Regions from separate parts of the Aedes albopictus genome. Here region 1 is linked to region 2. A link is a contact called in public Hi-C data. All regions are on one chromosome and are shown on one strand. Each heading gives the region's core, a stretch centred on a gene start, on an enhancer-like site or on the middle of the called end of the contact. The rest is flanking DNA. Distances are from core to core; before and after follow the strand shown.

Region 1 (7,107 bases), core at 1,974-4,473, 370 kb before region 2:
GGCGTTTGGCGAAGAAGTCCGGATCACCTACGGCGAGGTAGCCCAGGCAGTGGGCGACGTCCTCGCGGATCTTGGCTTTGGTGTGGCCGCTCTGAAGCAGGGTCATCAGGGATTCGAAAAGTGAAGACTTGGTGGGCGATGAGGAGTCCGCGTCCATTTGGTTCTCCGATGGGGGTGTTGCAGGGAGCGGGAGCTGGGAGGTGGAACCGATAAGGCTGAGACTTTTTATGGACGCTGATTGGAGAAGGGACTGCTGATCGTTCAAGAGGGATATGAGGAGCGAGACAAGATCCTTGTAGACTTGCCAGTTCTGGAGGGCAGGGGTGAGGAGAAGTTTTCGGTGGATGGCGTTCGAGGCGGCCAGGATGGAACCGTGGCGGTTTTCAAGAGATTTGTTGGCGAGGGCGAGGAGATCCTTGACTTGCTTTTCCAATTCTGATTCATCGCTGTTGTAAGCCAGGAGGACTCCGTAGACCTTGGCGATCAAGGCTCGAGTGGGTTCGGAGATTTCCTTGAGTGACGCACTGAGGGTGGCCAGAAGGTCCTTGTTTTCCGAAGCGAGGACCTCCGGAATTCCGTTGACCAGATCGTACAGACAGGTAAGTTCAGTGATGCCCTTTCGGACGATGATCAACCTGCGGATCAGATCGTTGTATTTGAGAATCACTTCAGTATTACCCGGTTCAGCAACAAAGTGTTTTAAGAAACCTGTCAGCTTGATTAGTTCTTTGTCATCGTTGGGATGGGTGTTGACTCCGGCATTAAACAACAGACAAATCCTGAGGTAATCCAGTACCTCGATGTAGGTGTCGAAGTTATACGGCAGCTTGATCTTCCCGTACCCAGGACGATCCATGATCGTGGCGGTCTTCCGCTCGGACTTCATCGCAACGTACTCAGCCATGTCCCGAAAGCAGGGCAGAACGATTTTCTTGGGCTCATTGGTAGCGGAAAACGGGTTCTTCGACTCCGGTTCCGACGATTCCCCTTCGTAGTCTTCAACGGACATGATCGAGCCGTAGTTGATGTGATCTTTCTTCGACACCCCGTACAAGTAGGTCGTCATCATCTCCCGCAGCTGGGCACTGCCACCACAGATGATCAGCAGCAAATATCTCGACGGGACGTAATAATCCGGAAAGCAGGTCATCAAGAACACCGACGCCACGTTCTGAACAATCGTCAACTTGGATTCGGCCTTCTCACCCAGCAATCCCAAGAGCAGAATTTGATTCGAATTTGGAATGAACCTCCCATTTGCCGTAAGAACCTTATCATTCTCCCCCTTGGGTAACTCCGCGTCACCGGCCACTCCCTTAGGCTGCTTCCGCCAGTCGAAAGCCTGAGCAACAGCCACCAGGGCTTCCCGAATCGAAGAATGCAGCTCCGGAGGACCTTGCGAAAGATGATCGAAATAGGAAGCCACCAATTGCACGTCCTGATTGACCGTCGTCGGACACACGATAGCCAGCTGGGCCAAAGCGTTGTACGCCGCATTTTGAACCTCAGTCACCTCTTCCGACGATGCTCCAATGAGCTTCGATATTCCGGTCAGCAACACCTTGGACAGCTTGTTGATCAATTCCGGTTGACCGCTGATAAAAAAAACACTGATCAGTCGAGATCAACACACCCACGATCAACCCCCCAAACCTACTTGGTAATCAACTTCTCCGCAAACTGCAGCGCCAGAACCTTGCACTTCTGATTGGTGTTCTCCCCGAAAAGTGCCTCGAAGATGACCTGGATCCCCTTGGCGGTGATGATTCCATTGCCGCGACATTTGAGCAAATGTTGGAACAACTTCTGCCGGACTCGGGTGCTCACGGGGCTGGTCTTTCGGTCGGGTATTTTGGACCCGTTACCCGAGAACAGCATGTAGAGCGGTGCCGACAGCTTTGGGTCCGTCCAGTCGAGAGATCTGCAAACAATGGTAGAAATTAGTGACTTATTTTCTTCACTTATAAAGGAGTTTCCAAGGCATATTGACCGAGATTTTAGGAAACTTTTTCACGGTTATTTGATACCAAATGATTCCCACATGAGCTACTCACGAGCAAATCTTGTTCAGCTCCCCAATGGCCGGGGTGGCCACCGAGAACCGCGTATCCGCCGAAGCCACAATCAAATGAGCCAACGTTTCCGTCTCCGGGAAAATCCCTCCGCACAGGAACCGCACGATTCCCTTCTTCAGCTGTTCCAACTCTTCCGCCTTCAGTTGCTCCGTGGTAACCCGCTTGAAGCTGTAGGTACTCATCCCCGGTGGAACCTCACCGTCCTGGGTGGTTCCGTATGGCAACAGCAACACGTCCATCAGAATCGACAACAGCTGCTGTTTGGTGTGGGGCTTCCCCGAGAGCCCCAGGAGTTCCGAACGACTTTCCGGATTCTCCGGGATTTTTATCTCACCCAACAGCGGGAGGACCAACATTAGGATTCTAGAACGGGGAGGTTGTTACTTTCAGAAAGGAAATATATTCAGTCGGTTGGTGACATTACTTATCCTGATGAGGTTCCGGTTTTCCCTCCAGGCAGTTCATTAGCTGGGGAGCCATTTCCGTCTGTTCTTCTATGGTCAGCCGAGGGAAGCCCATCGTCACGTAGATGATTGCGAAATTCTAAAAAGAAAAACTTTAAATAAAAACAAAATCTAATCCTAATTATGCTGGGAATCCCATTACAATCAAAAACGTCGAACTGGATTGCTGGTACTGCTGCAACAGCGGCCCCAGCGGCAGCTGGATCTGGTTGCGCGACTTCAGCCGCTTGTTGATGTGCGTCAGGATTTCCATCACCTTCTTGCGGACCGCCTCCGACTGGGACGTGATCTTGATCAGGACCGGCGTCAGGAACTTCGTTACCGTGTTCTGCAGCTGTTCGTCCGTGTCGGCACAGCCGAGCCGCAGCAGGACACGTTCCAGCAGTTCTGTGGGATGTGAATTATTTATAAGCACACAATGACCAAAAAGGAACAGCAAAAACAAAATGCCGTGTCATTGGAGTGTCTGGAAATTTAAAGTCAATAATTTTCTCGAAAATCGAACGCCCTACCTAATTCTTCTTGCGGATTGGATCCCATTGTTGTTCAACTACTGTTTCCAACTATTTTCACAGTAAATTCAGTCAAATTTTCACGAAAAACGTTAAAAATGTGCACTAAACTTTGCAAAACTCTCGCGGAAAATATTTTGTTTTCCTTTTTGCACAACGATAAACGTCAAAACGTCAGATGCAAGCGCAGCATGGGCGTCAGGGCGTCACCGAAAAGGAAGGAGCACCGCTGTGGAGCATCAACAAACCGACGAGGGATGATTCGCAGGCAATCGGCTTTACCGTTTCGCACTTGTTTTCGCTGTTGAAACGGTTTTCAACCAGGATGAAGCTCGTGCTCGTAGTGAAGAGAAATCTAATATACCGCATTTAGTTCACCACTGGACTGCGAACTGCGACTTCATAAGTGCGAAAACGTAAATAATAGTGCGCGTTTGCATCAAATCAGGTTGATGTCTTCGGCGCACTATTTCTTCAATCTATGGTGAACAAGAGCTCTGAAGACACCCAGTTGATTTGATGCAATCGCGCACTTTTATTAGCGTTTTCGCACTCGTGAAAACTAGTGCGATAGTCCAATGGTGAACCAAATGCGCTATATTTTATATCTATCTATCTATCTATCTATCTATCTATCTATCTATCTATCTATCTATCTATCTATCTATCTATCTATCTATCTATCTATCTATCTATCTATCTATCTATCTATCTATCTATCTATCTATCTATCTATCTATCTATCTATCTATCTATCTATCTATCTATCTATCTATCTATCTATCTATCTATCTATCTATCTATCTATCTATCTATCTATCTATCTATCTATCTATCTATCTATCTATCTATCTATCTATCTATCTATCTATCTATCTATCTATCTATCTATCTATCTATCTATCTATCTATCTATCTATCTATCTATCTATCTATCTATCTATCTATCTATCTATCTATCTATCTATCTATCTATCTATCTATCTATCTATCTATCTATCTATCTATCTATCTATCTATCTATCTATCTATCTATCTATCTATCTATCTATCTATCTATCTATCTATCTATCTATCTATCTATCTATCTATCTATCTATCTATCTATCTATCTATCTATCTATCTATCTATCTATCTATCTATCTATCTATCTATCTATCTATCTATCTATCTATCTATCTATCTATCTATCTATCTATCTATCTATCTATCTATCTATCTATCTATCTATCTATCTATCTATCTATCTATCTATCTATCTATCTATCTATCTATCTATCTATCTATCTATCTATCTATCTATCTATCTATCTATCTATCTATCTATCTATCTATCTATCTATCTATCTATCTATCTATCTATCTATCTATCTATCTATCTATCTATCTATCTATCTATCTATCTATCTATCTATCTATCTATCTATCTATCTATCTATCTATCTATCTATCTATCTATCTATCTATCTATCTATCTATCTATCTATCTATCTATCTATCTATCTATCTATCTATCTATCTATCTATCTATCTATCTATCTATCTATCTATCTATCTATCTATCTATCTATCTATCTATCTATCTATCTATCTATCTATCTATCTATCTATCTATCTATCTATCTATCTATCTATCTATCTATCTATCTATCTAACAAACTGAACCCTACTATATATATATATATATATATATATATATATATATATTTCCAGCCTGATTTCATCAATAAACGTTCCTAACAGCTTCAATTACGTCGTGAGCGAACATCATGAAAAGCATTGTTCCAATTCCAACGATACACAGTAGTACGTATGTAGTAGCGTTAATAAAATTAACATAACAAACGGCACGCCACAAAGTCTGTTCCGTTCTGCCCCACTACTCATGGTCCTGCTTGGTGCACTTGGTCGCCGGAACTATACCCTCCCTGCTCCCATTACCATACTTGCAAGGATTCTCGCAAATACAATTATCACTTCATTGCCGTTCGCTGCCGGCTCGGCTAGGCTATAGTTCTATAACCTAAATGCCGCATGGCATGGGAGGCAAAACAGAAAAGAGAGCAAAAAATCTAGCTGCTCCGCATATTTTGAAACTGATCGCTCCCCAGGAGCATATGAGCTACTAGGGAAAGCTGGTTTAAAATGCACCTTTACGAGGTGAACCAACTAACTTTCATACTCGTGTGGAAGCAACTGAGCTTCCCGTTCAAGAGCAGTGAAATTCCACGACATTTTGCGATGCAAAATTGGTGACAGTGTTGCCAGTTCATCAATAGGCTCTTAAAATTAAAAACGAAATCCCGTTTTCATTAAATAGTACGATCAAGCATGGTATTCTAAACCGACTAGAGGGGAAAAACAAAATTGTTACAGGTTGTGATATTTTGTTATAATGATTTTTGTACCACCGCACCGGTTGTTATAAAAAAAAAAACAAAAAATCTAACAAAACTCGTTCCAATTCAAACAAAAATATAACAAGTTGAGATATAATCATAACAAGATTATATCAATTTTTTTTAGACTTAACATGCGAAATCATAACGAAACTATAACAAGTTCTGTTATATATTTCAGAACAAATTTGTTACAAATTTTGTTATCAATTTCTTGGTTCATGTGACTAAAATAACACAAATTATCAATCTTTTTCGGAACAATACAAAAAATGTTACAAATTCTAACTAATAACTTCGTTACCAAAAATTTACAAAGATTGCAATAAACGTGTTACCAAATTATGTTAGAGGCAATAATATTATAATGCATAACATAACAAATGTTGTTATACATCTGTTTGAATAAGTAAAACAAATTTTGTTATAATTTTGTTTCTAAAATAATAACAAATTTTGATACCATTTTGTTATGATTATTCATAATCCTTATAACAAAATTATATCAACTTCTGTTATTTCTAACAACGGTTGTTATAATTTTTTTATTATCTTGTTAGGTGCTTCTGGTCGGGAATCGAAACTGTACTTTTCCCAAGCTCGAAAAATGAAAGAATAGTAAGAAACTTTGAAATAAGTAAAATGGTAAACAGTTTTAGTTTGGCATTTGAGGTCAACTTTGACGTGATGGGTTTCGACATTTTTCTTACTGGGGATTCCAAAATGTTTTTATCTGACATACACGCTGAGAAACAATCACTCAAAGTATGCATTATAAGCTAGGAGATGGACAAAAGATATAAAAATTATATTTTTAATCACGAAAAATAATAACTTCAAATATGAGTAAATATATACTCTTGGACCATATGTTATGGTTTAAACTAAAAATCTAGATAGGGCTTTAGGAACCTATCGTGAGTATGTGGAAATGGATAAAAATAAATGTAATTATTAAACAAAGTTAATGTTCATTCAAAGTCCTACGACTCATGCTCACACCCAGCTTCATGCAATTATGTTCCGTCAAGTTTCATGACTGTTAGAGTCTTTAATAATTCCCTTAAATGGATTCATTGAATCTATATGCGCAATTAGTGATCTCTTGCAGTATTATAAGTAAGGTTTTTACTTACATAGGCTCATATGTGTTTTATCAACTTCTCCCTAAAACCGCTTTAAGCTCCTCTAAAGCTTCCGCCCTAAACTCCTTGAAACGCCTTGAAACTTATGGAAACTTCTTCTAAGCTCCTGGAGCTCCTAAGACTATATATAACCCCCTGAATATCTTTCAAACTCCTTGAAACCCCCTTAAAACTTCCATAAATCTTCAGAAATCACATCTTGGAACTTTTTAAAAATCCATCTGAAACTCTACAGAAACCCCTGAATGCAATGTAAACTTCTCTCAAACTCAAATCCTTTGAATACCCTTGAAATTCCTCAAAACGTCTTGAAACCCTCCTATAACCCACTTAGACCCCCGCGAACCCCTTGAAGCCCTCTGAAAGACCCTGGAACCCTCTTAAAACCCACTTAAACGGCTTGAATTCCTAGAAACCATCGAGGAAACCCCTATAGTATAGAAGACCCCCGTGAACTTCTCTTAAGCTTTCTTGAAACCCCATAAATCTCCCTAAAACGCCTTGAAGCCCC
Region 2 (6,904 bases), core at 3,545-6,044:
GTAAAACTGTTATAGAAATCTTCAAAACATATGCCTTAAAACACAACATCAATGGAATGGTGGCGCGGATTTTGCGTTTTTCGCGATTTTTGCGTTTCGCGCGGATTTCGCGCGTTTTTGCTGATTTCGGCGCGGATTTTGCGGAAATGGTTTTCAAATGCACTTACATCAAATATTTTGACTAGGAACTCAACGCAATCAGAATAATAACATTTTCTAATTAGGGTTATGGGATTTTATACTTGCGTAAAACAATGTTAACAGTCCCTAGTTTAGAGTGCTGGATAAGTTCCACTGCACTAAACGCTCGTTAAAACTGAGAAGATCCTCTTCTGAATTTCTAAGTCAAACTCTTGAAGGAATTTCTGTCTTAGCCCCGAAATCAATTTTTGGTTAAACTTTTGGATAGAATTTAAATTTTGGACGGAACTTATAGAGTAACGCCTGAGGTTCGAAATAACACTGAATCATAACAAGATTTCTGAAATAATGTCTAGAGTTGCTTGGTGATTGTGGAAGCTACTTTTTTGGAATTTGCAAAAAGACGTCTGCCGAATGTTTCGGGGAAACATTTGCTTGAATTTCTAATCAAATTTAACAGAATCTCGTAAAGAAACTCATTGATGTCTGTCGTAAGAAATCAAAACAGATAGATCAGATAAGACGTCCTGGAGATTTTTACGATTGTATTGTTAGAGAATTCAATGGAAAAAATCTTTTGAAAAACTCTGGGTAGAATATTAATCATAAGATTTTTTTAAACACGCAAAATGTTCTTGATCCATTATGGATGACTTTCAGAATAACGGAATTGACGAAATGCCTGAATCAATTATTAATGGAATTTCTGCCGAATCATTTTTTTTGTTGAAAACTATGATTTCCAATCGGAGCACTCGTTGAGAGGGGCGTTATGGGCATAGTTATTGAAGAGTAAAGGGTTTCTTGGTAGAATTTTTAGATTTTTTTGTAGAATACATCGAAATCATTGAAGCTTTCGAAATCCTAAGACTGAGGACATTCTTACTGAAATCCTCACCGAATTCCCAAGGGGTTGTATGGCCAGAAACTCTTATCATACATTTTCCAATGAGTTAATACTTTTCTACACATCTTTTTTTCTACATGTTTCTTTTTTCATAAATATCACCCTTAGGAATATAATTTAGTGGTGATTTAATCAAAAAATTTCACCAGGTTTACTCCATTTGCATCTTTACATAATAAGTTCCATGAATTTTTCAAAGAGCTTCAGAAAAATTTCTTGAAATTCTCTCAAATGACCTTTTGGCTTTTCAGGATTTCTTATATTCAAGATTATGAACTATTTCAAAAGTTCACCAAGAATGCTCCTTTTTCGTAAAATAGTAGACACTCTGATTGATAATCAATTAAAGAACTATTGATCCAAGATGTTTTATTCCAAATTAAAAAAACTAACCTGAGCAGCATGCTCTTGTTAGATTTAGATGTTGTCATCCAAAGTCGTGGATTAGTAATAGTTAAAAATCAATTTATAAAAATAAATGCTCTTCACCAGGAGTGCAACAAAAGTCATGAATAGTTGATTTTCTTCGAAAAAATCAGTCTTTTTATGAATTTAGGCCATCAAAACCATATATTTTGAATTGCGCGGATTTGATGACCTCGGCGCGGATTTAAAATGGCTTGGCGCGGATTTTGCGGTTTCTAAGTCGACACTTTTGTAACAGCCTTGCGTGTGTATCGAAACAACTTTTATATATATTGGAGGACTGAGTTCCAAAAAGTTTGGAGTGTTTTATAAACTAACGCAAACATATTTTGTATGGGACCGCCCCATGGTGCGTCGGTGAGAGTGCACGCCTTAGCATGTCGATATTTAGTGGCTTGGTCATTATTTTAAGTCCCCAAATAAAATTAACAACTTCTCCCTGAATGCCTGTAACTACATATTATGAAAATTTAACCAGAAACTATGAGACAATTCAAATAAATTAGTAAATATGGGACATTTTGAAAAAATTAAGAGTTCTATTATATTTTCATAGGCTATTATAAAAAACCCGTTGTTTTCTTCTTGTAATTCTTCTGAAAATTCCAAGGGGGTACGTAGAGAAATATTTCAAGTATTTCATCAAAATTACTTAATTACTTTCTGTTATTCATTTTTTTTATTTTGAGAGATTTTTTGCAAAAATATTCAAGAAATCATATTTGAAAAATTCTTATTCAATTCATTTGCACATTTTTAAGCATTTGTCTATCTAAGTTTCCATCAAGGTGAAATTCATGACAGAAAACATCCAACAAGTTCTCCAAGATTTTCTTAATTTATTTATTTTTTCTTGACAGAATTTTCATGCCATGCTCATCTAGTTCTGCACAATATATTCTATAAAATTGTAGATACATGCAGCTTTGTACAATTTAAGGAATGGAAGATGAAAGTTTTTCTTGAACATTTTTATTATGCGGTACTCCAGGGATTTCTGAATCAAATTCGTTCTACAATGTTTCCTCACTAAGCATATGTTTGTGCCAAAAGTCACTATTTAGCCACTTTTTTGCTATCTGAAAGTCACTATTTGGTCACTATTTCAAAGATTGTGGTCACTAAAATAACTATTTTGACCATCAGTTCTTGCTACCAGCCCTGATATTGTCATACATTTTAAAGATCGATATTTAATAATAAAAATAAAAACATATTCATATCGCAATTAGTTCGTCTGAAAACAATATCTTCAAAAAGGACCAACACTTTTTGGCCGCATTCGATACAAGTTTTCTCACCGTGCGATAAAAATCTGACAGCGAAATCAGAATGGAAAACACGTGTTTTGAGCTGAACAGCTGTTGAAGTATAAGGCGTTGTTCAGTTGATTACCACGTGCTATGCTAATTCACCACTGCTGAACACAAGTTCAGGGGTGATCATTATTGAGCCATGGGAAGATTATGTTTAGCTTTGGGTGTTGCATCTCACCATCTCTAGGATGGCGCAGATAGGAAGGTATGCGGCTGGCAATCGACAGGTCTCGAGATCTAATCCGGATTTAGGTAATTTTATATGTAATTCTTATTTCATAATAGGTGTTCTCAACATGAGAGCAAATAATTACTGTCGTGAGAGGTCAACATTTTTGTCTTTTATTTATTTTCAGTCATTTTTGCCAAAGCTGAATAACAACTTTCTTGTACATTTGTAAAACGCTTTGAACAACAAAAAATTAAGTTGGTGCACAACATGATGCTTTACAACTTCTCCAAATTTGTGTGAACAAAACCCGAATATAGGTTGTACGTGAAAATAATTCAAATGTTATTCAACATTATGCTGAATTAATTCGTCATAATGGTGCCTGTTAAATGAGTGATTGTTAGTTGGGATAACAAAAGAGAACCATTCCAAAACCATTTAATTAAATGTATAACCAGTAGTGAAACTACAATTGAAAACAATATATTTACGGTACATTTTATTGTTTGAAACCATATGTGTACCATACAATGTACGGTTTATTAAAACCCACGTATCAGTATTTATAACAATTCATTTACAATATAATGTATGGTTTTGCAAAAAAATATATATGAAGAAAAATATGTTTTTATATTGTTACGATACTTAACCACCCGTATAGTATATTGTAAAAATCTTATTTACAATTTACTGTATTGGGTTCTATATTACATTTTATTGTTTTTTGTATTTTTATTTTTACAGTGGTGTCTATTGTAAAAATATGGTTTTAAATAGTACTGTTACAATACAACGTTCGGTTTTTCTACTGTATTTTTTATTCGGGGTGCTAGATGCGAGGCTGGATGTCCATAAAAATGTAAGTTACTGTTTTAAGTATTATCGGCCGGTGCTCGTTTACTAACAAATTAAGGATTTTTATAGGTACTACCGTGGGCACTGTGTAATCGGACAACGCCACCATAGTTCCCGAAAGAGCCCAAGTTACCGAATGCCGCCGTCGCCGGGAACAGATTCAGTCAGAAATGATGTTAAAAGGCCAGAAAGAGGAGAGGTGCTAATGATTTGATGTAGGGTTACCATCTGTCCTGATTTAGCAGGACATGTCCTGATTTTGAACATATTTTGGCGAAAATTTCTTAACAAATCCGATGAGTTTAGCGCATTTTTGGGAAAATACATAAAATGTCCTGATTTTCAATGTCGTGCAGATGGGAGCCCTAATTTGATGCGTTTGTGTTTTACTGCAGATTTTACTAAATAAAACTTTTGCTCGTTTCATTTTGTCGAAATTATTTTCAATGTAAAAAAAAAAACAAAACAAAACAAATCCTAATCATTTTTAACTAAATTACGGTTAAACTATCCACGGTATACCGTGGTTATACTAGAATACGGGTATATTCAAGTTATACTTAGCCAGTATATCCAGCATATAAACGGACTCTGGGGTCAACCAGGCAAAATGGATTTAGTGTGGGATTTATACTAAATAGTTTAGATTATTTTCTGAGTGAGATTGAAAAACGTTTTTGTTTACATCTGCAAGTTTCCCCAGCACCACATTCTCTTTTGGTAAACATACCGCGACGCTCGCACGGGTGACGAGATTAACGAAAATCAATTTCAAGGCAAATCATGATATTTCCAGTGAGGAAATGCTTGCCGTTCGCGCAGAACAGTTTAATTTAGCGAATGATTCTAAAAATTTTCGTCATCTCTTCATTAAATTTGTGAAAGTTATGATAATACGACCCAGGGGGTCTAAAATATATGGGGGTCCAAATTATATTGGTTACCCTATAATAAATCTGCGGTTTTGCTTTGCCCCCATCACTATGTGACATCAGCTGCGCCTCTGCTCGAAGGGGTCGCCAACACACGCACACATCCGCAGTCACGTAAAGTCGCACAAACGTCAAAAGTATCAAAATAAAGCGAAGCTTTCCTGCAAATTTTTGGGTGAGTTTCAAGTTTTCCGCGTTTTTTCTGTGAATTTTACGGAAATTTCAAAGATTTTTCTCACTTTTATATTCAGGTAACCTAGAATCTTTTGACTAGCTTTTGTTGATAATCGAAAAGTGTATTGCCAAGCGCTGAAAACGGCGCAAACGAGTCGACTTCCGTGGCGGAACCCGTAAACAACAAGCCACAGCCATCATGGATCAGATGCAGCTCAGTCCGGGATTTTCGATCCCGAGTATTGGGACGCCGTTGCACCAACCGGAAGAGGACCAGCAAATTCTTCCGCATGCCTACCAACAGCAGCAACAATCGATGCCTCACATGACTCCGATGGGCGGGCTCAGTGCGTACGGGCTGCCCTCCGGAATGAACACACCCGGCAAAAGTATGCACACGTACGCGCCCAGTTTCGCTGCGCCCCAGAGCATGATCCAACCACAGACACCGGTAAGATGATTATGTTCTTCTAACGAATGTCACCAATAATTCTATATTTTATGATCTCCCTCCCAAACAGCAAAGCCTCATGTCCCCGATGGTGCCCATGACGGAGAGCAAAGCTTCGGCCACACCGGTGCACAACAGCGGAGGCAGCGTGCGGGATCCGGACAACATCGGCAGTGTTAACATTCACCAAACGATGGGTCCCGCCACGCCAATGACTCCGATGACCCCGAGCGAACCGGCAATCCTACCGCAGTTGCAGAACATTGTTTCGACGGTGAATCTCAGCTGTAGGCTGGATCTAAAGAAAATTGCCCTGCACGCCCGTAATGCCGAGTACAACCCGAAACGTTTCGCCGCCGTTATCATGCGAATCCGAGAACCGCGAACCACGGCACTGATTTTTTCCAGCGGGAAGATGGTGTGCACCGGGGCGAAGAGCGAGGAGGACTCTCGGCTGGCGGCGCGCAAGTATGCGCGAATTATTCAGAAACTTGGATTTACGGTAAGTGTGTTGGTTTTTACTTGAGTGATTGGAGCCTTTTTGACTCGTTTTTTCGATTTCAGGCCAAATTCCTGGACTTCAAAGTACAAAACATGGTGGGCAGCTGCGATGTGCGGTTTCCCATCCGATTGGAAGGTTTGGTGCTAACACACGGTAAGTTCAGCTCCTACGAGCCAGAGCTGTTCCCCGGATTGATCTACCGTATGGTGAAGCCCAGAATTGTGCTGCTTATATTCGTGTCCGGAAAGGTGGTACTAACGGGAGCAAAGGTGCGGCAGGAGATCTACGATGCGTTCGATAACATTTATCCAATTTTGAAGAGTTTCAAGAAGCAATAACTCGGGGGAGCTTCTTCATTGCACATCTTCAACGATACTTCATTTAGTTTCCTGAGTTGTTTGTTTTTTGACTTCTGAAAGTAATAATGTTCATGCAAATGTATAGCAGTTGTTAATTGCTGAATTGCCATTGATTAGGCAAATTTTCAAAATAAATCAAGACTTATGTAAAAAAAATTTGCAACGTTTTCAGAATGTTGCGACGCGATAACGAGACGATATCATTTTTTACCAAACATGAAACGGTTTCCCCTGAGCAGGATTGTAACTTTAAGCCAATAAATTCGGTAATAGATTTACTTATGAATTAGTAAAGGAAACCTATTATTTTTTGATGACATCAATATTCAATTGACTCGATACATAGTTAGAATAAGAGGAGTAGGATCACTTAGGCAGCGATTTTGATGTGAGTTCGTTTTCGACATAACTAGGAAGGTATTATTTTTTGTTTTCATTTTTTAAAGACTACTAGTCGGCAGCTGAATAGCATTGATACTTCAAAACTAGGCCTTCGATAGGGCAGAACATATTTCTTTTGACACTGCTGTTAACTGACACGGAAGGTTATGACAGAATGTGCGAACATTTGATTTTGTAGTAAGGTCTATCCGGTCTATCTATGTATAGTCTGTTAGGTTCTTGTCAGGTCTCCAGTTAGCCTAGTGGTTAAGGCTATGGATCGCC

Evidence for each region. A called contact is a pair of places that touch in the nucleus more often than the background predicts.
Region 1: a contact with region 2 is called in a Hi-C map of whole body, with 3 times the contacts expected there. The contact joins the promoter of LOC109421918 here to the promoter of LOC109421920 in region 2. A contact is called at or near these places in 2 of 3 Hi-C or Micro-C datasets (whole body and whole pupa).

Annotation. Positions count from the first base shown.
Region 1 is chr3:346,118,576-346,125,682 of AalbF5, reverse strand. It overlaps LOC109421918 (proteasome-associated protein ECM29 homolog), which reads right to left and starts at 3,223. Exons shown (of 10, transcript XM_019696498.3): 1 at 3,052-3,223; 2 at 2,682-2,926; 3 at 2,500-2,618; 4 at 2,055-2,438; 5 at 1,658-1,921; 6 at 1-1,595. The coding sequence starts at 3,079.
Region 2 is chr3:345,748,051-345,754,954 of AalbF5, reverse strand. LOC109421920 (TATA-box-binding protein) reads left to right here and starts at 4,794. Exons shown (of 4, transcript XM_019696500.3): 1 at 4,794-4,927; 2 at 5,004-5,377; 3 at 5,448-5,879; 4 at 5,942-6,537. The coding sequence starts at 5,126. The coding sequence ends at 6,217. LOC109421921 (protein preli-like) reads right to left here. Exons shown (of 5, transcript XR_009998505.1): 5 at 6,174-6,291.